Regions from separate parts of the Mus musculus genome. Here all the other regions are linked to region 2. Evidence: chromatin contacts called from public Hi-C data. All regions are on one chromosome and are shown on one strand. Each heading gives the region's core, a stretch centred on a gene start, on an enhancer-like site or on the middle of the called end of the contact. The rest is flanking DNA. Distances are from core to core; before and after follow the strand shown.

Region 1 (5,663 bases), core at 1,572-4,071, 340 kb before region 2:
GTCCTTGCTTTAAAAAGCCTTTGGGCATAAGAACAGTAAAATTGTTCAACAAAATACTCAAATCAATGGGCAGTCACATGTTTAAAAACACAGTGTGTCATGGAGTGTCAAAAAACAAATGTCACTCCTAGAATGAGATTCCCTTTAGCTATGTTAAGTTTTAAAGGCATGTTTCCTGTAGATCCAGGCCCGGTGAACGAGGGAAAGCTCATGATGTGCGCAGTGAAGGAGACCCTTCTCCTGGTTTGGATAGCTGGGGACTAGCACACTCAATTCGTCTTTATCTCCTGTTTACTGCTAGGTGAAGAGACCATAGCGTAGGCGGTATTTAAGTCCCATAAGAGGCCTGTGGGGCACATGTTATCTCCACTTACACAGGAAAACATGGATGTGTGAGTGGAGCACAGAGCCAAAAGCAACTGTCCCATCTCACACTAGTCAGTGTATGTATGAAAAAGGATGATGGCTGAGCACTTCAGCTCCATGGCCCATGCTTTAACTTTTAATTCCTTAGATCCAACATTGAAGAGACTATATTTAGTCAGTCACTTAATACATTATACATATGGTGTGGGGGAAGGGGAGGAGGAAAAGAGTGAGAGAGAGAGAGAGAGAGAGAGAGAGAGAGAGAGAGAGATGGGGGAGGGGGACCTATCAAGTATTGGGCATTTTATTTGTCAGGTCCCTAGAATGCAATCAAAATCCAAATCATGATGTTCCTCATGTTCCTCAGTTCAGGCTGACCCCATTTCAGGCGACCCCGATCTGGACTGATCCGAGCAGTACAGGTCTTGATCTGCACATAAAGCCTGAGAGGTGCTGCAAGGCAACAAACAAGCTATGGAATTGCTTATGTTGTTTGGGGTGAGCAGTCTGAGTTGGCTGCTCCTCGGACTCCGTGGTAATAACAGTTAACTGCTCATCGGAGCTGTGTTAAAACTGGTCACGGTGTAGACAGTTTATAAACAGGGTCTAGGAGGGTGGCTCTGTGGGAATGAATGACAGAAGGAGAACTGGGAAGCAAGGGGTTAACTTGAACAGAATTTCCTGTGGGGACAGTACATGTGTGACACTTCCTTTCAAGAGTATAAACCAAACACATCAAGAAAAAAAAAAAAAAAGATCCACTGTAACAAAACACCTCTAGCTTTCCAATTTGGGGTAGAAGGGTTTTCACAGGGTAAGAAGATGGGTTATTTCTAAGGGGTTTTGTTCCCATGACAACTGGAACCAGGGAAGATCTCTTCTCATTGGCTCATTAGTTGAGAACGTCTTATACTTATAAAAATACAGAAGAGTGTGATATGGAAAGGCACTTGAATTCCATGTGACCACTAAGACAATAACATAGCATTGCTCCCGCCATCTGGGCCTTCACCAGGTCCAAATTGCTTCCGTGTGTTAGATCACATTTTGCCCTCCTCTTGGGACTCTGCTCCTGCAGGAGCTGCTCATACTTCCTCGACCCTCACATGGGCCTGCTTGAGCTGAAGGGCTTTATTCAGATGTGCAGTGGTTCATGGTCAGCATGGTGCAGGCCTGCAAGCCTGCTTCTATAGCCGCTGAGGGCTTGTGTGAAGTGCCATTCAAGCTTCGTGATGGCATCCCATAATATAAGGCCCTTAGGTAATGTGACACTATGTCTCCAAGTACACTGTCTCCCCAGTGGAACTGTGGGGCCTTTATTGTTCCATTTATAGATAGGACATGACATAACCTGTCCTCTAGACAGGGGCAGCTAGGCAGAGCAGAAGGGTCTCCAGCACCAAGAAGGATATGACCATTGGGCTTCTGAATTCCACTGTGGATCAAATCAGTCTGAATGCTCCAGCCACTGTATCAGCCCCATCTGCCCTGTCATTTAAGAAGTGAAACTTAGGACCTGTGCTGTGTGCTGTCAGCGGACATGTGCCGCGCTATCTAGGGAGAGGGTAGTTGGATGTACTCACTGTTCTGAAAAGTTCTGAGAACACGGTGGGTCAGCACATCCAACAAGAAAGTTTTATTGTTCTATCTATCTATCTATCTATCTATCTATCTATCTATCTATCTATCTATCTATCTATCGCTTTTGTCCTAAATAGTTGATTTTTCCCCCCCAAATGGGAGGGCTTTGACAAGAAAAGAAAAAAAAAAAAGAAAAGAAAAGTGCTACGGTCTGCACTGAGAATATTTTGGGGTTCCTGAAGAAGAATGAGGGTTTTTCCAGGGGCCTAAGGCTTTGCTCTCTTCACCCCTAACTCTCTGAGAACTCAGATCCTTCTTTCTTTGGGAGGCTTGGGTTGTGGAGCAGGCAATTGGCCAGGCCGTGGGTAGTTCACAAATTTGTTCGTTTGAACCAGGAGCATAGACATCCCCAGTACTATGTAAAGCTTCCTTCAACCCCAGCCTATCTTCCAGAACAGAAGCTCATTTCTATCCAACAGGCTTCCCTGAGAACAGCCGCTGTCCACTGAGGCAGCTGACTACTAAGTCATGTTTTAATATCACTAATTCGTTTGTCTGCGCTCTTGGTCTGGCTTTCTCTATCTTCATAGAAACGAGGGAGGGAAAGGAAACAGTCGATGCTGATGCAGCCGGGGAGGCTGGAGACTCAACGTAGAGTTGGCGAATAGTTATGTTTGAGCAACAGAGTCACACCTTGTCCTGCCTGTCTCCCCAGCCTGTCCCCCACCCCACCGGCAGTGCCTCTTCACAATTCCCCAGCTTGACAGCTTGCTACCTGCCTGGCTCTGGCGGCTCAGCTCCCAGCTGCTCCCCTGGGCCTCTGTCTGGTTTGTCAGTGGGCTGCGTCAGCATCACGCCACACTATCTCCCGTTGGCCCAGCGCTCAACGCCTGACGGGCCAGCCCTCTCTCCCTTCTCTGCTGGGGCCAATGGGAGTCCAGGGAAGGTTTTGGTTACAAAGGAAAATAAAATAAATAAGTCATACTCCTGCACTCAGGAGCCAGGGCGAACCATCTTCACGGCCTCGTAAATCTTTCCTTTTAAATGTGTCCTTCTCTTTCTAGGTGCCCCTCCCAGCTCCTCACTCCCTTGGGCTGGTTGCTGCTCATAGTGCAAGGAATACAAAATGAGATCCTGGGAACTGGCCCTCCCTTTGGGAGTGTGCATGTAGCCAGCAGGAGAGAACGCATGGCAGTGCCAGCCTGCTGCTGGCCCTTACCCTGACTTACACCTCAGTCTGCCAGTTCACCTTAGAAGCCTGCCACTCCTCTTCTGGGCTAATGACCCCAACTCTGCTTCTTTATTTCTCACTCAGTGGAGGTGGGGGGATTAGTGTCATGTCTTATTTAAAGAGCCTAGACATTTTTTTAAACCTTTAGTTTATAAGACATTTTGTTAAACCTTGTTGCCCTGATCTCTTGTGCAAGGTTTTGTTCTGTTTAAGGACACATACCTTAAGGCAAAGGACTTATTATCTCCCGCCCTGAATGTGGATAAAAGTGCTTGAAAGTTGGAATCCTGGGGGTCTGGGGAGAGACTCAGACCTCCTGAAGGAGCGGAAGAGAACAGGGTGGGCACTGAGGGACACATTCTGAACAGAGTCTCTGCCTCCTCTGAACTGTCTCTGGGAGCTCTTATCGGGGTCCACCTGCTGTAGGACCAAAGCCCTAACCTTACAGGTAGAGGCCATCTGAAGGAATCAGGTCCAATCAAAGGGCTGGCATAGAGATGGTGTATAGGAGAAGTCAATTCTTTGCTGGTATAGTGATGAGATTTTTATGAAATACTCTTTTGGTGAATAGGGTAACCACCAAATTCCTTTAAGGTCTAGGATAAAAGGGGTTTTTACTGAAGAACCTCTGAGTGTCACAAAGAGATGGATTTACTGCAAAGTCAGTGACTTGTAACCTTAAGGTTCTTCATTTATGAGGCTCCATATTCATGGATCTGAGGTTGACCAAATAATACACTAAGCAGAGGATTTGCCTGTGGGAGTAAGAGATCTGCTTAGGCTCTGTTTGAACAAAATTCTATCTGTCTGTCCTATCGATCTATTGATCCATCCATCCATCCATCCATCCATCTATCTATCTATCTATCTATCTATCTATCTATCTATCTATCTATCTACCATTTTATTTGTTCGAGACAGGTTTCTCTGTGTAGCCCTGGCTACCCTGAAATTTTCTTTGTAGACCAGGCTAGCATCCAACAACTATCCACTTGTCTCTGCCTTCTAAATGCTAGGACTAAAGGTGTATTCCACTAAACCCACATGTTCAAAATGTCTCTATCAGGATCCCAGGCTGTTATGAGAATTTGGAGTTTAAAGAGTGGCAGGAAATTGGCTTTGGGTAGATGAGTCTTCCTTCTCCCAAAGATTTCCTGTCCTATACAAAACGGCACCAAGGGGCAGGAAGAGAATGTGTCCATGAGAATTCAGGTTGCCTCTTGCTTGGGAATGGAGGTAGAGAAATTTTCTTATAGGCTATCAATAAGATGCCTGAAGATGGTAGTACTTTGTATACAGGGAGTAAGCAGATTTTTAAATATGCACAGCCAGAAACTACTTTGCAGAAAATGTCTTCAAATCCTATACTTCATCTTTGTGAGGAAAAGCTTGGTCCATGTCTTCTCTGATTTGATAGCTATCCTAGAAGCTTCCCAGGCAATGCCTCTAATGGGTTCTGAGATTGAAGAAAGCCCTTTCTGAACTGTAGATAATGAAAGGAAACGTTTGAACAACCATGAAAGAGCAAAGGCAAATTATCATTCTATTTCCCCTTCATAAAACTATTACTTAACCATTCTCACATGCACAAGTAATGAGAGGATCCAGCCCACAGTTTAAAGGGTCAGCCATTGCAGAGGTGTGTCAGATGTTGACTCACAAACGATTGCATCATTGCTCTGGATTTATAACATATGCAATAATTGCTCACTACAAATGTACCAGGTTTTGCTTTCTTATTCCAAATATGTGTTCTTTCTTATATACCTGATTTCATGTTTATCTTCTAATTTGATTTTCCTGGAAGATACTTCCAAGTTTTGTGACCTTTGAGTATATCATAAGGTGCATATTTGCCCTCGATGCATCTGGGTGATAGCTAGGTGACAGTAACCAATGGTATTTCTTCTGTGGAATAGAGGAGATGTGGAGCCAATGTCATGTTCCACGTTTGGAACTTGGTCTAGTTTGTAGTCTGAGCCCACATTTGGAAATGTTTCTGGACATAGATATGTTCTTCAAAGTTGTAAAGCTCTGTGGTCTTTTAAATAAGTTACAGACTTCTGAATTTTTGGATTCTTCAAAGCAAAGTAGGAGAATCTGACACAACGAGATATTTCTTTCTAATACCTATATTCCATGTTTTCCCCTCTGAAGTGGAACACAGCGTTGATAGTTGGGGTAAGAGAACCTTTAGGAATAGCCAAGAGCTGTATTGTCATCTATGGTGTCCCCTGTATCCTGGTGATGTTTTCCTTGTAGCTCCCATCATGCCTACTATGCAGTGTGGGTACAGCTCATTATTTGTCAACAAGCCTCAACTACATTTATTTATTTGTTTGTTTGTTTGTTTATTTATTTATTTATTTATTGTTTCAGAGTCATAATGGATGCACACTCAGGATTCATTAAAGAAAGAAACTCTATCATGAAGTTTTTATGGGAAAATGTAAGCAAGTATGTTTATAAAAAAGAGTCTTCAAGT
Region 2 (5,864 bases), core at 3,337-5,836:
GTTCACTGGGATTTGAACTCAGGACCTTCAGAAAAGCAGTCAGTGCTCTTAACCACTGAGCCATCTCTCCAGCCCCCCAAGGCTGGATTTTGATGGCAGTAAATAGTTAGGGTTGATGTTTGAGTTATATATGTAATAGAGTATTAAGAATTCATGGAAGCAACCAGTTTTGGAGGCACATCCTTGTAATCTCAATATAGAGGAGGTTGAGGTAGGAAAATTGTGAATTCAAGGCCATCTTGGGCTACATAGAGAGACTTCTTTAAAGAAAGAAATAAAGGAAGGAAGGGAGGAAGGGAGGGAGAGGGAGAGGGAAAGAAGGAAGGAAGGAAGGGAGGGAGGGAGGGAGGGAGGGAGGGAGGGAGGGAGGGAGGGAGGGAGGGGGGGGAAGGAAACGGAAGGAAATTGTGGGATTCATTCTCCTATATTTTAGGAGCTCAATACATTTGATGTCATTATCTCAACTTTCCGGAAGATGGACCAAGTCAGTGGGTCTTCTGTTTGTGGGAGTCTTTCAGCTACAGTTGCAAGAATGGAGGGGGTTCTGGGTTCTCTCATTCTTTTGTTCTCTGCTTCTTTTACATGTTTTTGTTTTGTTTTGGTTTGGTTTGGTTTTTGTTTTGTTTTTTGAGACAGGGTTTCTCTCTGTAGCCCTGGCAGTCCTGGAACTCACTCTGTAGACCAGACTGGCCTCGAACTCAGAAATCTGCCAGCCTCTGCCTCCGTAGTGCTGGGATTAAAGGTGTGTAATGTTTTATGTGATGGTGGTGGTGGTGGTGTGTGTGTGAGAGAGAGAGAGATGGGGTATGCATGGAGTGTATACATAGCTCTGTGAGTACATGCATGTGTGTCTATGTGTCTAAGAACTCATTGTGTGGAGAGGGTTATGTGTGGAGTGTGTGTATATCTGTGCATGTATGTCTGTATGAACATGTATGAGTGTCTAGGTATGTCTGAGCACATTGTGTGTGTGGTGTGAGTATATCTCTATGTGCGTGTCTGTGTGAACATGTATGTGTATCTATGTTTATCTGAGCTCTCTGTATGTGTGTGTCTGTGCCTGTGTGTGCATGTATGTGTATTTGTTTGTTTGGTCATTCTGTGCAAGGTCATGTGCATGCACATGTGTGTGTCTGTATGTAAGCACTCTATGTATGTGTGCATGCCTATATGTGTATGCTTGCATGCATGTTTGCATGTGTGTGTGTGATGAATTTTGGGTTCTCCACATCCATCTTTCCTTTCTAGCAGTAGCCTAATTTCCATGCTGGGATTACTTTTTCCTAATTGAATGTATTCTCAGATGTCCTGACTATATAAGCTACAGGGGCTATTGACTCTTTTACTGGGAGAACTTACTGCCTAGGTACCACCAAGCATATGACTCAGGTAGACTCCATTTCTCCTTCTCTAGATTTTTATCCTCAGAACAGTGGCTACAAGGGCAAAAGAAATGATGAGAGTCACTTACTGTCACTTCAGTTCCTGCTTCCTGTATGTGCTAAGCCTCGTGATTCCATTCTTCCTTTAGTAGGGAAAGAACTAATACCTAGAAAGTCCCCTATTCTGTGATGACCTCATTAGCTTCTCTTGCCTACAAACTAATGACCCAAGTCTATGATGTGTCACCACACGTTGCCTCACTGCTAACGTACTAAGGGTTGAGACAAGATGAAATCCTATGCTGCCCATTGTCCTATAGTCTGAAGCTAAGAAAACAACAGGGAAATGTTTCCCACAGATCTGGAAGTGAACACAGTACACAGGTTACCAATAGGAAGCTTAGAGAGACCAAGGTGAGTGATATGCTTGATCTAAAAGTGTCCTTACATCCATACACCAGTCTTCCTGTGCAGTTCTGTAAAACTGAATCCCTTCTCAATATCCAAGCATGTAAAAGCTTTAGGCTAGTTCACACGCTGCAGTTGTATTATCTGGGATTCCCACACTTGAAGTTTCTCTCTGTGATGGAGAGGAAGGACATTGTCACATGTACTAATTGACTTTGAATGAGTTGCTTTTCAGGCTTGTGCCCTTTCTGGACAATGGGACACCATTTTCCATGAATAATTTGTATCATCCTGGCACCTCCTCAATCTTCTTGGCTGATATTTATGAGTTTAAATATAGCTAATGATATCACATGCCTGCCAGATGGTCAATAGGAACTACCTGGGATAGTGGAGCATCAGGCACATGTTTGATTTCTTGAGTTAGGACTTAAATATGAAGCTATTTTTTGGAAAATATTTTAATTACAATGGGATTTATAAACCATATAAGGGGTAAACAGATTGATAAAACAAAAAATCACTGAAGGTGAGCATTGCATCCGTCTTACTGGGATGAATGTGTCTGTCGCATTGGTCTGGGTTGTTGTCCTCCTGCTCTGTCTGTGTATTGTCTAAGATGCCTGCCTATGCCATGCATGCTTTCTTTTGTGACCTATTATCTATCAGTTTATCTTGTTCATCGGACCTTGTTACCACACCACAACGTTCAAGGGTTTGCCCAATCATTTTCTTCCATAATTTGTATTGTAGTATTTCTGATCATTATTCTTTTAAGTGTTCTGAATGTTCTGTGGAGTCTTCATGTTCTACCTGCCTTCTGTGACAGGTATGTTCACCTGTCTGGGAATGTTCTACTCCCCCTTAGTTGATTGTTGGTAGGCCTTTTGAACTGCTATGAACCCCATTCTACCACCACGTTCTATATTTGCTAAGTTGTTTCTCGTGCTTTGCAAACTGAGTGCACCTTCCTTCTTACCCAGAATGCAGTCTGATTTCCACTAAGAAAGATCGGCCTCTTGATAGAAGAATATCACCTAGTCCTCAAAACCAATTTTCTTCTCTTAATTGCATGTTAATCTGCTTTGTTTTCTGACTTTAAAAACATTTTCCTGGTAGGTATGGCAACCTACTGGTAGTTCTCACATTTGAAATGTGGAGATGGACTCTGTGGTGCCCGATAGTTAGCCAAATTAGCCATAGAGGTGAGCTCTGGGCTCAACTGAGAAACCCTGCCTCAGTAAATAAGGTGTAGCATTTGAGGAACGCTCCCAGCATCCACCTTGTCCCTCTACATGGACCCACATGTAAAATAAAACAACAGATGCCAATAGAAAGATGGCATCTTTCAAACGCTATGGGTACAGCATACAAATGATACTTTGTGCATTGTAAATTGGATTATTCTTAGAACTAGATATGGGTGTGTGGTAGGGAGAGCTTTCCAGATGACCTCTTCAGAGAGCACAGAACAAGTTTCCCATCGGAGAGGGTGAGAGAAGACAGAACTCAATTAGAACAATGCAGCCTCTGGATATGTTTGAGGACGGGTAGAGAAAGGCTGAGCTTAGAGAAAGTACCCAAGGAGCTGAAGGGGTCTGCAACCCTATAGGAGGAACAACAATATGAACTAACCAGTACCCACAGAGCTCATGTCTCTAGCTGCATATGTAGCAGAAGATGGTCTAGTTGGCCATCATTGGGAAGAGAGGTCCTTGGTCTTACGAAGATCATATGTCCCAGTATAGGGGAATGCCAGGGCCAGGAAGCAGGAGTGGGTGGGTTGGGGAGCAGGGTGGGGGGAGGGTATAGGAGACTTTGGGGATAGCATTTGAAATGTAAATGAAGAAAACATCTAATAAAAATAAAAAATAATAAAAAAAGAAAGGCTGAGCTCGCTTTCTTCAAATACTAATTCGCTGTGTAGATTTCCCAAGCAACTCATCTAATAGACCTCATTGTTCTGTCACACAAGGGTCTCAGACAAGTTTCAAAGAGCTATAAGTAAACAAATTCACAAACACAAGAGACTTGAGAAAAGGAAGTCAACCCCCCTCACTATGAACACATCCAGGAAGCTAAATGGAGACACTGAATGGTCATCTCAGTGCCCTTGACTCTGATCCTATCAGGTCCACTCATTCTTACCGCTGTACTTGTGAAAAACAGAACCTCTGCCAACAGACTAAAGCTGGGGAAAGTCCTCTCCTACAGTCCTTGGTCTGCTTTCTCTGGTTTGGTCCTGAGATGTCACAGGCACTGGGAACCACAGGGTCAGGCAAAGCTCTTTCTTCTCTCATCACCCCGCCCCCACCCCCACCCAACACACACGCCTCTCAGGAGGAGACAGGTTCACCATGCTCTTCACCCCTCCTGACAAGGAGACATCTCATTTATAAAGGAAGGATGCTTGGCCTCTGAATTGGGGTAATGGAATATTTCTTGTAAACCTGGAATTAAGATGCAGACAAAACAAGAGTCCTTCAGCTTCCTTTTATTGGTCCTCAGAGGTGAGCCTGGAACAGTCGTAAATATGTATCAGGGTGGCCCCTGGCTCTTCAGTATTGAAACTCCACTCACAACAAAGCCAAGTGTCCCTGATTTGCCCCCCCCCCCCGCCCCCGCCGAGCCTCCTCCCACTTTTGCCTTGTGTCCCCCCCATGCTTCCATCTCCCTACCCTGGTTGCGGTGACTTTGAAACTGGTAAAAAGCTTCCCGAGGTGACACGCACAGCTGTGTGGGCTGGAATGCATTATAATGCTATGTCTCAATTACAATATTCTTTGGGTGATACGGGAGGCAGGCCCAGCCTGCCTTAGAGCGCACTGCCACCTCCTGGAAAACACCTGCTTCGTGCCGCCTCGAATACCACCAACCAGAAAACATGGCCTCTCCTGTCTTTAGAAGCAAAGATCTGGGTGTACAGAGCCATCTTCTCCAGCCCCCTTTAAACTGGAACACAGCAATCCCTCGAGGAGATGGAAAGGTGTTGCATTGCCATCTTAATTAAAAATAAGTAACTAGGTCGGGGAGGCCACTGGTGTGGGGAGTTGTTATCATTATGTTTGCCTTCTGCTCCCGAGGCGGGTAACAGGCGCCACTTACAGTAATGAGTACCTGGCACCAATAGGATTCTACCCTTGGGATCTCCGGAAGAGGCGCCAACCTTATTTACACAAGGAAGGACTGGGTAGAGGACACAGGGCAGAAGCTGTGTGCACAGGCAGAGAGCTCCAAAGTGGAGAGAACCTTGAGTCCACTGGTCTTTAGAGCAATTATGTACGGAGTCCACCTTACGGTGGGAGTGTTGGGATAAACAAAGATCTGTTTTCAGAAAGAAGCGAATAGATAGGCATCAAAGGTTTCTGTTTGAACTCACAGACTCACAAGGCCAGCCGTCATTTCTGAAGAACAGCTTTAAGAATTATGGAGGGTGACACGCTTGAATTGGCTCAACAGAATGGGTGCATTTGCGAAGTTCTTAGACTGGTCAGCATGAAAAACAGTGGGGTGACAGATTTCTCTATCAACATCGTTCCTTGGAAGTAGCAATAGCAAAAAAATGATTTCTTACATAAAGCCAAAACATTCTTACTTACTGAATCAAACTCAGCTAATTAGGCAAATTGCTTAAATTCAACTAGTGTCCCTTTGAGTGGAACGGAAGGTTATAGATCCTTTGAAAAAAGATAAAAACCCGAAAATTATTCTTTCTCTAGAGAAATGCATTCACATTTCCCCTATTATTTAAAATGGCGGGCTGGCGAGATGGCTCAGCAGGTAAAAGTGTTTGCTGCCAAGCCTGGTGTTCCGGAAGTTTAATCCTTGGAATCCATGTAGTAGGGGAGAATCAGCTTCCACAGGCTGCCATCTGATCTCCACATACATGCTGCGACATGTGTGTCATGCTAGCCCACACTGCAACCTTATCCAAACTGTAATGACATTTAATTAAAGATGCCCTTTACCGTTATCATTCTTTGCAAGCCTGGGTTTAGCTCTGGGGTCTCTTGGTTGTATGGCTTTGGGTGGAAGAGGCCAGGGGAAGGGATATTTGCAAATAAGAGTAGAGCT
Region 3 (5,796 bases), core at 2,887-5,386, 420 kb before region 2:
AGTCACCCTTGGGAGAATATAAAGAGAAATGATGCTGAGGAGCCTGGAGATGTGGAGGGAGGACTGCAGGATCAGGGTGTAGTCTGCAGCTCTTCAGGGGCCTATGCAGGAAATCTCATGCGTGAAGATGATTGTGATGTTTGAAAAAGACATGGGCAGTGTCTTAAAATCCAAAGTTTAATTTAATATCGACTCTCTGGCTAGACTTGTGGTCTGGGTTTACTTTATGAGCGAAAGGCTGACATGGGAAGCGGGAAAGGTCAGGTTCTTGTTGGCATTAAATAAGGAAGAGTTGGCTACTCTAGCCAGGAGCAAACTCAGAGTTCATTACTGCAGCACTTGGCTTGTTTCTGGAAACAGGAACCAGTCACTATTTCTACAGCTGGGCAGTCGAGAGCCACCACCAATGGCTGGGAGACTGTAGTTGCTCCTGGGAATCAGCCACATGAGTAGGTATGTGCTGGGGGCCATGCTTCTACTGGTGAATGCTGGTTGCTAAAGACTTTCAATAGCTGGGAAGTATCAGGAAGGGCCTCGTTTGACCGTTTGTTATACCTTAGATACTCTGGCAAGTGCTTTATCTACTTTGTTTAGTTCTTACAGCATCCATACGAGGTGAGTTCAAATAAGATGCTCCTTTGTAGGAAAAAAACAAAGTTTGCAAGTACTGATGGGAGCTGAATCTATATGGCCTGATGCCAAATTCTAGACTGTTAACCATCAGGGTGAGCACATGTCCAGTATTCCTTGATCTTCTACTGCATGGGTCATCAGCCTTCAATTCTTTTCATTCTTCTTAGGAGAAGCAGATTTTAATAATCAGAACTCTCTACTGGTTTGTAGGAAGTCTCTATTACTGAGTATAAGACCAACCCCAGATGTCATTTTTGTTCCTATTCTTAAACTTTAGCCATTACAAGAGAAGACTCAAAATCAGCTCAAATGGAACCACTGCAAAGGCAAGCAACTGAGGCTCAGAAAAGACCCTGGAAACAGGGTGGTGCTTGCTCTTCTTGGAGAAGAATCCATGACAATAGCTGTGCCAGACATGGCAAGCTTTAAGTTCTGCCTCTGGCCCTACCCTCCCACAACACAGGCTTTGACACTTGGTGGATGGCTTGTCTTTTGCTGAGAAAAAATGTGACCTTATAACACAAGCACCTCCCCTCTTCTTTATTACTAGAGTGACCTTGTGTGCCTCCCCCAGCTTTATTCTTTCTCTCAGATCTTAGGGGGAACATAAACCCCAACCTTTCTTTAAGCTAACACCATACCCAGACTCAGTAGCTTCTTCCTTCTTTAGGCTCCCAGCTACTTCTGGTGTCACCCATACCTGGAATCTCTTTCCTTTCCACGTATCCCTGCAGGGAGGCTTCAAGAGAGTGTTGCCCTAGCTAGGAGCTCAGTCTCTGGATCAGGCTGCCCTACGGTGTGCCCATTTCATGAAGGTAGCCACTTCATGCCTGGCTCTCTGGTTTCTTCACAGGTTAAGAATCACTTGCTTAGTGATGTGGGCTGGGGCCTCCTATTATCAATTAACAATCAAGTGGTACTCCACAGACATGCCCACAGGCCAGGCTGATTTAGCTGCTTTCACAATCAAAACTTTTTCACATATTACCCTAGACTGTGTCAAGTTGACAATTGGGCAGGAACTGTGTTGTACACTGTGAACTTGGGAAAGTTACTTAACTTCCTCAATCCTCTAATGCATAGGACAAGGTGACATAATCCTGGGTAAGGGTCACTCACTCACTTGATTTCTCTACTTTCCTGTGACACCGACTTTCTCCATCCTCTCCCCTTAACCAGCTTAACTTCATAAACCTCACTCCAACTGCTCTCTAGCCAATGGCATGACTTCCTTTCCATTGTTTGGTTTTTAAAGAGCCATTTCCTTCCATACTGGGAAGTAAACAGCTAGTTGTCATAGCCTTCCTTCCTCTTGGATGCCTGGAGGAAGGAAGGCTCTTCTGAGGTCCCGTGGAAGAAAAACATAGCTTCCCTGTAAATTCTTGCTAGGCCCTGATTTTCCTTAAGTGGAAGAAATGTCTCTAATTTCAAAGTGTTTATTAGGCTATTTAAGTGATTCTGGAATCAGATAAACGGGTCAAAACTCAACCTTGCCTCTTACTCTCTGTAGGACCATGGGCAAAGCTTTTACTCTCTTGTTATAGGGTTGAAATGAATAATTCATTATGAGAAAAGTGCCTAGAAGAGAGCTGGGGAGATAACTCAGTTGATGATAAAATAGAGATGTGGGCCTGGGTTTGATCTCCAGAAGTCACATGAAAGGCTGGGTAATGTGCTGTGTGCTTATAATCCTGGGGCTGGGGATCCAGAGGCAGGTGCATCCCTGGGGCTCACTGGATAGCTAGTTTAGGCTAATTGGTGGGTTTCAGGCCAATAAAAGGCTGTATCTCAAAGGAGATAGATACCACCAGAGTTAGTCTTGAGGATACCACCAGAAATGGTCCTTTAGCTCCCATACTCATATGTATAAACATTAATGTGCACAGTTACATATATGCACCCACGACCACATGCTCACCTATTCATAACGTATGCCGACTCTCCCCCTCTCTCTCATACACACACACACACAACACACACAATTACATGGACCTTGGCATCATTAACAGAGTCTAACCAATCGAGATCTTCAAAGTTTGAGGTTATGGTAGTGTTAAAATAAAGAACTGAGACATTGCTATATTCCCAGCAGCTATGGCCTGGGAATCTTAAAGTCTGAGAATTCTTGGTTGGATTCAAAGTCCTTGGGCCATCCTTGCTTGATTGGCTTTACGATACCTCCGATTAAGGCAAATTGCCTCCAAAAAGAGTTGGGAGCTTAGTCAGGGTTTCTATTCCTGCACAAACATCATGACCAAGAAGCAAGTTAGGGTGGAAAGGGTTTATTCAGCTTACACTTCCATGCTGCTGTTCATCACCAGGGAAGTCAGGACTGGAACTCAAGCAGGGCAGGGAGCAGGAGCTGATGCAGAGGCCATGGAGGGATGTTCTTTACTGGCTTGCTTCCCCTGGCTTACTCAGCCTGCTCTCTTATAGAACCAAGACTACCAGCCCAGAGATGGCACCACCCACAAGGGGCCTTTCCCCCTTTATCACTAATTGAGAAAATACCCCACAGCTGGATCTCATGGAGACATTTCCTCAACTGAAGCTCCTTTCTCTGTGATAACTCCAGCTGTGTCAAGTTGACACAAAACTAGCCAGTACAGGAGCACAGACCCACAGAGTGGGCTAATGCTGAGAGGCCAGTTTCCACAGGCGAGGAGGACACCGTGAGCTGTTGTCACATAGTTTCTAGAGTCACCCAGAGCTCCACTTCCTGGTGGCGAGAGGTCACAGTTCTGAAAGATGTGCTGCTTGTTGACTCGTTCCGTGCATTTCCGGTGTGGATCTTGTGCCTTTCATTCAAGTTACTGACTCAGCTTAACCCTGCTTAGCTTGCAAGACCTTTCAGGGAAGTCAGAGCACGAGATGCAGTCACTGCAAGTTGTCACACATGATTAAGTAGCCAGAGGGAGTGATTTATGTGGAAAGATTAAAATCCCTAAATATGTATGGCCATGTGCTACTCTGATTGAGTGGGGCTTTGGGTATTTGGAAACTGCCCTGTGGGAAGTCTGCAGATTTCCACAGGGTGGGTGGGTGGGAAGTATTACTTTCAAGGGTTGACAGGCCACGTGGGTGGCAGAAATGTGACTATATGAAAATAGGGTGCTGCTTCCTGCTGGAGCCGAGCAGCTCAGATTCAAACAGGAAATTCTCGGGCATTATTTTGTCAGATTGGCTCTGGAACACTTCACCCGTGAAGGTGATATTCTGTGCCATCCGTTCTGTTCTCATCTCTGACCTTCCTGCTCTGTGGGTGGGGCTTCCTCCCCTTCTTCCCACTGTCTGTCCATGAACACCACTCCCTGCGTGCTTTATTCCTGCTTTGTTACTGACAACATCCTTACTAGCCTTCTTCCACCAGATCAGTCAAATAGACTATGAAGAGCCCTGACTTTGTTAGTCCTGGACTTACTATGTCCTAATCATAATCTTCCAGGTCACTCAGGATGCCACTGACCAAGCCATTAGTAATGGCTGGGATGACTTATGTAAGCAAGGATGTGGGGTCATCAAATAGAGTAAGAAGGCTGAAGCCACAGACAGAAGGACCAGCCTGAGTCACCACATTAAGACTAACGGGAGTGAAAGAGAAGCACTTTAGTAGTCTCACAGCATGGCAACAACCCCCTGGAGATTAGGCTTAAACAACAGAAACATTCTCTCAAGTTGTGGAGTCTGAAAGTCTCAGATCAGCTGCTATCTCATTTGGTTTCTGGCTTACCTTCTCAATATATGATCACATGGCAGAAGAGGAAGCTTTGGTATCTCTTCCCATCTGTGTATAATGTGTGCGCATATGTGTGTGTGTGTGTGTGTGTGTGTGTGTGTGTGTATGTACATGTACACAGGTTGAAGGGAAACTTCAGGTATTGCTTCTGCATCATCTTCTACCTTTTGAGACAAGGTTTCTGATTGGTCTGGAACTTTACCATGGCCAAGTTAGCTGGCCAGAGAGCGAAGAAACCTGCTTCTCTCTGACCCCCATAACTGGACTGAGTTCTGGATTATTTGACCTAAGGTCCTTATGCTTACAAGGCAAGTAAGCACTTTACTGACTGAGCCATCTTCCTGGCCTTTCCTCTTTTTATCAGAGTCTTATTCGCACACTGGAGTCTTATATCCGAGACTATATCTAGGCATAATTACCTCCCAGATTCTATCCCATTGGGACATAAGCTTTAGTATGTGACTCTGAAGCTGCTAGTGGTGGAGGGACCAGAGAGACACAGTTTTTAGTTTATGATGGAATACCTGAGTCCATGTCATGGTTTGTACAACCTGGTTACTTTATCATCAACACACTGAACACAAAGATGTTTTCCTAGCAGTTTTCTCTGAAGAATGAGCCAAAGGTAATGTATCTGTGTTTCTTCCACGCATCAGCAGGCTTCCTGAAGTCTACTGAAACTTGTGCATTCTTTCATTCTTCCCTTGATGGAGCTTGTGCTCCAGCCTGGTGGCACCCATATCATACCATGTCCTATGTCGTCACTGACCCTTTATTTCTAGATTATCTTCATGCTTACTAAGATTGTCTGCCACACTTTGCTTTTCTGATCATATCTACCTTAAAAGTCATCTCCTCTAGGAGGCCCTCTGGGATTGTGTTAAAAGCACCAAAGTGCCTTATATTTATCTGCATGTGGCAGAGAATTCAGTATCATATTTGTTTGAATTTTGTTTGTTTGTTTGTTTTGAGACAGGGTTTCTCTGTATAGCCCTGGCTGTCCTGGAACTCTCTTTGTAGACCAGGCTGGCCTTGAACTCAGAAATCTGCCTGCCTCTGCTCCCGAGTGCTGAGATTAAAGGCGTGCACCACCACGCCCAGCTTGTTTGAATTTTTGCTATCCCTTCTATCCTATGAGCTTTGGTCTATTGTTTTGGGTACATGAGGTCTAGCATACTGTTGACCACAAGGTAGATGATTAGTAAAGTTCAGCAAATTCATATATTTGCAGGATGAATAAGTGGTGGCATACAAGAGGATTCTAGCATGATAGTGTGTGTGTGTGTAAGCATCCATGGGATAAGAAGGCATGGGATCTCAGATGATGGGGCATTTTAAATGTCTATTTTATTGGACAACTGAAAACATGCATATATTTAATCATTTAGCCACAGTTGTTTTAGTTTTTTTTCATTGTTTTATTTTTA
Region 4 (6,201 bases), core at 3,189-5,688, 380 kb before region 2:
ACTTATAGCCACTTGAGTATTTTTGGTGGGATGGAACCTATTTTTATAGTTGAACTTTCCCCTTTCTTTTTTTCATTTCTCCCTACCCCCTGTTTCTACTAGAAAAAATACTTGGTGGGAGGAGTCAGCATAGTATTTTGGTTTAGCAGCTCTAGAGTATCAGGAATAGATTCTGATGGAAGAATGGATTCTCAGAGATCTCGTGAGTATAGCTGAGTAGAGACCTGAAACCTTGGGTCTTTGAGAGTTCCCACTGTTTAGGGACAACAAGGATACCACCATATTAACACTGTGAGGGGTCGCTGAAGTATGTAAGGTATAAATGCTTTTTAAAAAACTGCATGTGGCAAACACAGAAGTGGATGCTCACAGTCAGCTATTGGATGGAACACAGGGCCCCCAATGGAGGAGCTAGAGAAAGTACCCAAGGAGCTAAAGGGGTCTGCAACCCTATAGGTAGAACAACAATATGAACTAACCAGTACCCCCAGAGCTCGTGTCTCTAGCTGCATATGTAGCAGAAGGTGGCCTAGTTGGCCATCATTGGAAAGAGAGACCCTTTGGTATTGCAAACTTTATGTGTGTGCCCCAGTATAGGGGAACACCAGGGCCAAGAAGTAGGAGTGGGTGGGTAGGAGGGGGGGGGTATGGGGGATTTTCGGGATAGCATTTGAAATGTAAATGAAGAAAATACCTAATAAAAAATTGGAAAAAAATGGAAAAAAAACTGCATGTGGGGAAGGCTGTGTGTCGATGCTAAACAGTTAAAAGTGGATTGTAGTGGACACTTATCAATTGTTTGGACCCTTAGCATATGAAGTCTCTGGCTACATGTGAGCTATTTATAACCCTATGATCCTTGGAGGAAAGGGTAGAATCTCAACACTCTCCCAGTCTTCCTGAGGAAGGACACAGGCACATGACTTGGCCCTACCAGACTTATCCACTCAGAGCTGGAACCAGGCTAGGAGCATGAAGAAACGGGAGCCATAAGGACACCCTGTGACAGCAGCTGTCCACTCTCGAGAAGGAGCCTGGCAAAGCACTACTATTTGTAGCTTTGGAGATGGAAGCCGCAGTGTCTGCATGCAACGGTGTCTTCCGAGGCCCAGCTCTGACGCCTGAGTTCTTGGCTGAGCTGCAGCCTGGCTGTTTGGTCCTTCTGGTTAGTCTGTGAGTCACCCAAAAATATTAATAAATTATTTTTCTCTTTACATAAGCCCTAGTTGGAGCCCTTGGCTGCTGGAACCGAGTATTACAAGCTCTTATTATCCTTTTAAAAATCCATAGTTTTATTTGATAACATTCCAAAGAACATGGGATATGCAAGTAAGTTGTAAAATACACTCATCCACTGAAAGGCATTGTGCTCTTTCTTTCTACCCCGTCTGCTTTCCAGGAGATGAGTGCTTACACATTTTGAGTTCATTCCTTACTTGTTCTATCTTTTCAAAAAATCAATTTTTATCACATTACATATCCAGGCATGTCTGAACATTACTATTCATAGTTTTGTGTGCTTTGTAATTCATCAAAATAGTGTAAGTTTTGAAGGTAGTATTGAGATTGCCACTGTGTGTGTGTGTGTGTGTATGTGTGCTTGTGGGTTTGTATGTATGTGTGCTTATGTGTGTGTGTGTCTGTGCTTATGTGTATATACATCCATCATTTGGAAGCCAGAGAACAGTCTTGGGTCTCACTCCTCATGTGTTGTCATCATCGTTATCTTCATAGTCTTCCTCTTCCTCCTCCTTTTTGTCTTTTTTGAAACAGGATTTCTCAGTGACCTAGCACTTTCTAAGTGGGCTAACCAGTTCATCAGCAAGTTTTGGGGATTTGCTTGTCTTTCTCTCCCCAACACTGGGATTGCAAACACATACCACCTTGACTTTTTAAAAGGCAGGCTCTTGAGATCAAACTCAGGACCTCAGGCTTTTTAAGGCAAGCATTTTATCAACTGGCCTCTCTGCCCGGCCCAAATGCCATTTAAAGAATTATTACATTTATTTGTGTGTGTGAGAGAGTATGTATGCACCACTGTGCTATGGTAAGTGTGTGGAGATTAAAAAAAAACTTGAGGAACTTGGTTCTCTCTTTCTACTATGTAGGTCCCAGGGATTGAACTCAGATTGCCAGGGTTGACAGCAAGTGTCTTTGTCTACTGAACCATCTCAATGGCCCACTGTGATTAAAATTAAATAAATGTATAAATCTAAGTACCAAGAGAATGAACACACACACACGCACACACACTTTGATTTCTGAAATAGTCATAATGTATTGGGGCTGATAATTTTATCTATTATAAATTCCCTACTAGGATTGCTTATGACAATGCTAACAGAGCTGGAGAAGGGATACTTGCTTCAGGGGAGTCTTATGCTGCTATTCTATGGGCAGCAAAGGAAGAACTTTTGAGTTATTTGGGTGTTGAAAACTACTCTGATTGGTAGTTGTTAGTGACGTTTGTCAAGGAGGGCTTGGGGTCAAGTGCGGAGACAGTGGGGGAGGGCACCCTATCAATGAGGCTAGAAGGCGGTTCTTGTGTGTGTGATTGTGTGTGTGAGTATGTGTGTGTACATATGAACTTGTGTGTAGAGGTGTGATAGTGCAATGGGTGCAGCACCTCCAGTGAAGAGGAAAAAGCATTAGAATAAAGTATTTTTGAGTCACGTATTTAATTTCTCTAATACTCTTCAGAAAATTTGGGCTTTTTAAAATTAATTTTATGTATTTATTTACTGTGTAAATGGCATGTATACATGAAGTGTATGTACACATGTGTGTGCATTCTTATATGTGAATGTGGGTACCCATGTGCCAAGGTATGCAAGCATGTAGAGGTCAGAGACCAACCTTAGTGCATCAGTCTTTGTTTTCTACGTTGCTTGGGACAGCATCTTTCTTGTTTGTCTGCTGTGTATGCCAGGCTAGTGGCTGGTGAGTTTCTGGCTCTGCCTTCCATCTCCCCTAATGTAGCACTGGGATAAAAATACTGATGCTCTGAACATTGCATGGGTCCCAGGGATCCACAGTCAGGTCCCCACATTTCCATGGCCGGTGCTTCCACACAGGCCATCTCTCTCAAGCCTCAGAAGACTTTGTGTTTCAGATTAGCTTTGGACTTACAGGATAATGAGAAGATGGTTCCCTGTCTCTAGTCTCCAGTTACTGATTTCTCTGTCGTTAACACTTTACCATTAGTGTGGCACATTTGTTAACATTACTGGAGCAATGCTGTGTATTATTAACATCCAGTAATTCAGACTTCCGTAGTTTCTATTTCAGACCTTCTTTGTATTCTAGGCTCTTCTCCTGGGGACTTGTGTATCTCTGTTACAGTTGTTCTCAATAGGTCTGGTTTCTGCTTGGCTGGGGCAGTTACTCAGGCTTTCCTTATTGTTTGTGACCTTGCCAATTTTAAGGGCACTAGTGAGATACTTTGTAGGATAATCTTTCATGGAAATTCAATGTTTTCCTTATGATTAACCTGGAGGCTGTATGATTGGAGGAAGAACATGACAGGAAGTATCATTTTTCAGCATATCATCATCAATGGTATAGATCAAGGAATTGCCCTTTAAAGACATTTGTTTCTTAGATATTTATTTACTTATTTATTGGTCTGAAATGTAATTATGCCACAACTGAATTTGAGAGATGAAAGGCAACAAGGTTTATTCTAATCACAATGCACATAAAGGAAGTATTAGAAATGCTATTTTATTGTTGCTTTTGATGAAAACTGTCTAAAGGGCTTGCTGAACATCCCCCTACATTTCCTGGCCCAGCCCTCTCCTTTGGGCTTCTATTAGAATTTGAAGCCCATTCTTTACATACAGATTTAATTCCCATAATAAATATGTGATTCCTATAATAAACAATACATTTTTGTTCTCATTTTTCAAGAAGTAAATGGTCATAAGTTTAAATAACGTGCCTAAGATTACTCAACCAGCAAACATTGCGGTTAGAGCTTCCCACATGCCTGCTAGGATTGTCATGATAAAACCCACAAAAGAAAATGGCCTAATCCGCCCAGAGTCATTCTCTCTGAAGTCTGAAGACCGGAAGTCTCAGATCAAAGAGGTCAACCGAGTTGTTCTTCCTCTGAACGGCCTGAGAAGGGCTCTGCTGAAGGCCTTGCTCTTGGAGTGACAATTTCTTGGCCCTGGGTGCGGGACTCCATGCTCACAGGGAGTCCTGCGCATACTCGCCTCTCTTCCCTGTTCCTCATTTTAATGCTTAGGGCTTTCAGAAACACCCCCTCGGAGTTTCTCCTTAGCATTTCGCTGGGTTCTCTCAGAGGTCTAGCCCAAGATGCGAGCATCCCCAATTTCAGGCTCTCAAGTCCATGTCTTCTCTGCACCTTGCATTCTGCAAAGATTCAATCGCTCTGAATTGCTCCGCTGACTGACTTCCTTTAAAACGGCAGAGCCATTAACTCCGGTAAATTTGTTCTACTTGGGAAGGGCGGGCTGCAATCATCAGGAGTAAAAGCCGCGCGGCTTATTGGTCTGAAAAGGTGTTTAGCAGCTACAAACAAACCCTGGAATAATGGGATCAGCAGTCCTTAGGTCTCCAGATGTAAAGGGGACATTTTATTCAGCATCCATTCATTTAATCAACCAGCCATGACTGGGTGGTCTATCTAGTTCTGAAACTGAGGCTGCTGTCCTTCCTCTTAAGGCTTCCTTTAATAATTATTCTGTTATTGACACATCACTGACCCGGGCATGACTAATGGTTTAGTATTACCGAGAGACGCGGCTAAAGGCCACCTGGGAGGGGCTGTGGAGTGGAGCTACGCTGACATTTCCACTGTACAATGGTAAAGCAAATGGAAATTTTAAGGGGGCAGACCCCACTCCATCTTCACTGTAGACTCGAGTGCCATTACAATGCTGTGTAATCAAATTTCCTCCTTTTCTGAAATCTTCGTTCTGCTTATTAATTAAGTGAAATGACACAACAGGGCGAGCAAGCGAGGTCTGTGGCCCACTTAGGTGCATTGTTAGAGTAGCCGCACAGGCTTGATTACAGTCACCGCGCACAGGAGCAGGTAACTTATTGGGTAATAACACAGACCCAGGAGTGTCTTTGTGAAAGTCGAAAGAGAATGTTCAGATAAAAGAGGGAAAAAATGTTTTTTAATGAAATTTAGAAAATGGGGTCAGAGTATAATTTATGGACGATGTCTTGCCCTCCAGTATCTGTAAAGCAGCTACAACGGGGAGAGACCGCAGCTCTAGGGCTTTCTTCATTAACTAGCATGCTCCTTTCCCGTCCATCCTTCACCTTCCTCATGATTGCCTGTCTTTCTAGGCAAGGTCTCTTATCGTTTCTTGAGATACCTTTGTTTTTGCAAATGCAGGAGAACTTGCTTGTATAGAACACCAGTTAAGTCTTTTTCATTATTGTCTGTTTTCTTCTCTGTGAGATGGGAAGGTATGTTCTTGTTTTAGCCTTTTGGTTAGTGTGTTACTATTTTTTTTCTATTGCTGTGATAAAATACTATGAACAAGGCAACTAGAGAAGGAAGGGCTTGCTTGCGGTTTATGCTTGCAGAATTGGGAGGTGGAGGTGGAGCTGTTAGCTTCACGGCAGGGAGTATAGCAGCATGGAAGCAAGCAGGACACTGGAGCAGCAGCTGAGAGCCCACATCCCAGTCCACAAAATCATTTGAAACCTCAAAGCCCGCCTCCGTGACACACCTCCTCCAACAAGACCACACCTCCTGATTCTTTCTAAACCTTTCAGCCAATTGAGAACCTAGTATTCACACATGTGAGGCTATGGGGCCATCCTTATTCAAACAGCCACAGTTAGACTATAATAAACGGATATACATGTATTTTTTTTGCCTTCCTCTCCCCTCATCTTGCCTTTCTCCCCTTATTGTGGGTCCCCTTACTCCCTGAAGAATAGTCCTCTCTTCTGCTTTTATCTCACATATATTCTATTACTTGTCTAGAATTTACTTGTTCCAACATATATGTACACATATATACATATATATACACATATATACATATATATACATATATACATATATATACACATATATACATATACACACACACACATATATATATACATATATACTGCATATGAGAGAGAACATGGTGTTTGTCTTTCTGAGTCTGACATATACATGAAGCTATACCTACATACATCACTTTCCTGTGAATGTTATAATTT

What was found. A called contact is a pair of places that touch in the nucleus more often than the background predicts.
Region 1: a contact with region 2 is called in a Hi-C map of the N1E-115 cell line, with 13 times the contacts expected there. The contact joins two enhancer-like sites. A contact is called at or near these places in 1 of 15 datasets of contacts at CTCF or cohesin (pro-B cells) and 3 of 484 Hi-C or Micro-C datasets (CD8 T cells, the N1E-115 cell line and uterus).
Region 3: a Hi-C map of the N1E-115 cell line shows a contact between it and region 2, with 12 times the contacts expected there. The contact joins two enhancer-like sites. A contact is called at or near these places in 2 of 484 Hi-C or Micro-C datasets (the N1E-115 cell line and bone marrow-derived macrophages), 1 of 115 datasets of contacts at active chromatin or transcription factors (double positive thymocytes) and 1 of 9 other capture datasets (embryonic stem cells).
Region 4: a Hi-C map of the N1E-115 cell line shows a contact between it and region 2, with 11 times the contacts expected there. The contact joins two enhancer-like sites. A contact is called at or near these places in 2 of 484 Hi-C or Micro-C datasets (the HPC-7 cell line and the N1E-115 cell line) and 1 of 115 datasets of contacts at active chromatin or transcription factors (pancreatic cancer cells).

The regions. Positions count from the first base shown.
Region 1 is chr1:64,286,424-64,292,086 of GRCm38.p6, reverse strand. The region is part of intron 1 of Gm35803 (a long non-coding RNA gene); the gene reads right to left. Among named protein-coding and RNA genes, the nearest start is that of Gm35803, 9.9 kb to the right of the region's middle. Within about 2 kb of position 2,821, at least 46 of the 459 cell types and tissues checked have an H3K27ac peak or open chromatin away from gene starts, as enhancers often do. A contact at or near this core is called in the N1E-115 cell line, where this site is marked.
Region 2 is chr1:63,952,418-63,958,281 of GRCm38.p6, reverse strand. No RefSeq gene overlaps it. Among named protein-coding and RNA genes, the nearest start is that of Gm13749, 9.4 kb to the left of the region's middle. Within about 2 kb of position 4,586, at least 22 of the 459 cell types and tissues checked have an H3K27ac peak or open chromatin away from gene starts, as enhancers often do. A contact at or near this core is called in the N1E-115 cell line, where this site is marked.
Region 3 is chr1:64,372,516-64,378,311 of GRCm38.p6, reverse strand. No RefSeq gene overlaps it. Among named protein-coding and RNA genes, the nearest start is that of Gm35803, 96 kb to the right of the region's middle. Within about 2 kb of position 4,136, at least 34 of the 459 cell types and tissues checked have an H3K27ac peak or open chromatin away from gene starts, as enhancers often do. A contact at or near this core is called in the N1E-115 cell line, where this site is marked.
Region 4 is chr1:64,336,643-64,342,843 of GRCm38.p6, reverse strand. No RefSeq gene overlaps it. Among named protein-coding and RNA genes, the nearest start is that of Gm35803, 60 kb to the right of the region's middle. Within about 2 kb of position 4,438, at least 50 of the 459 cell types and tissues checked have an H3K27ac peak or open chromatin away from gene starts, as enhancers often do. A contact at or near this core is called in the N1E-115 cell line, where this site is marked.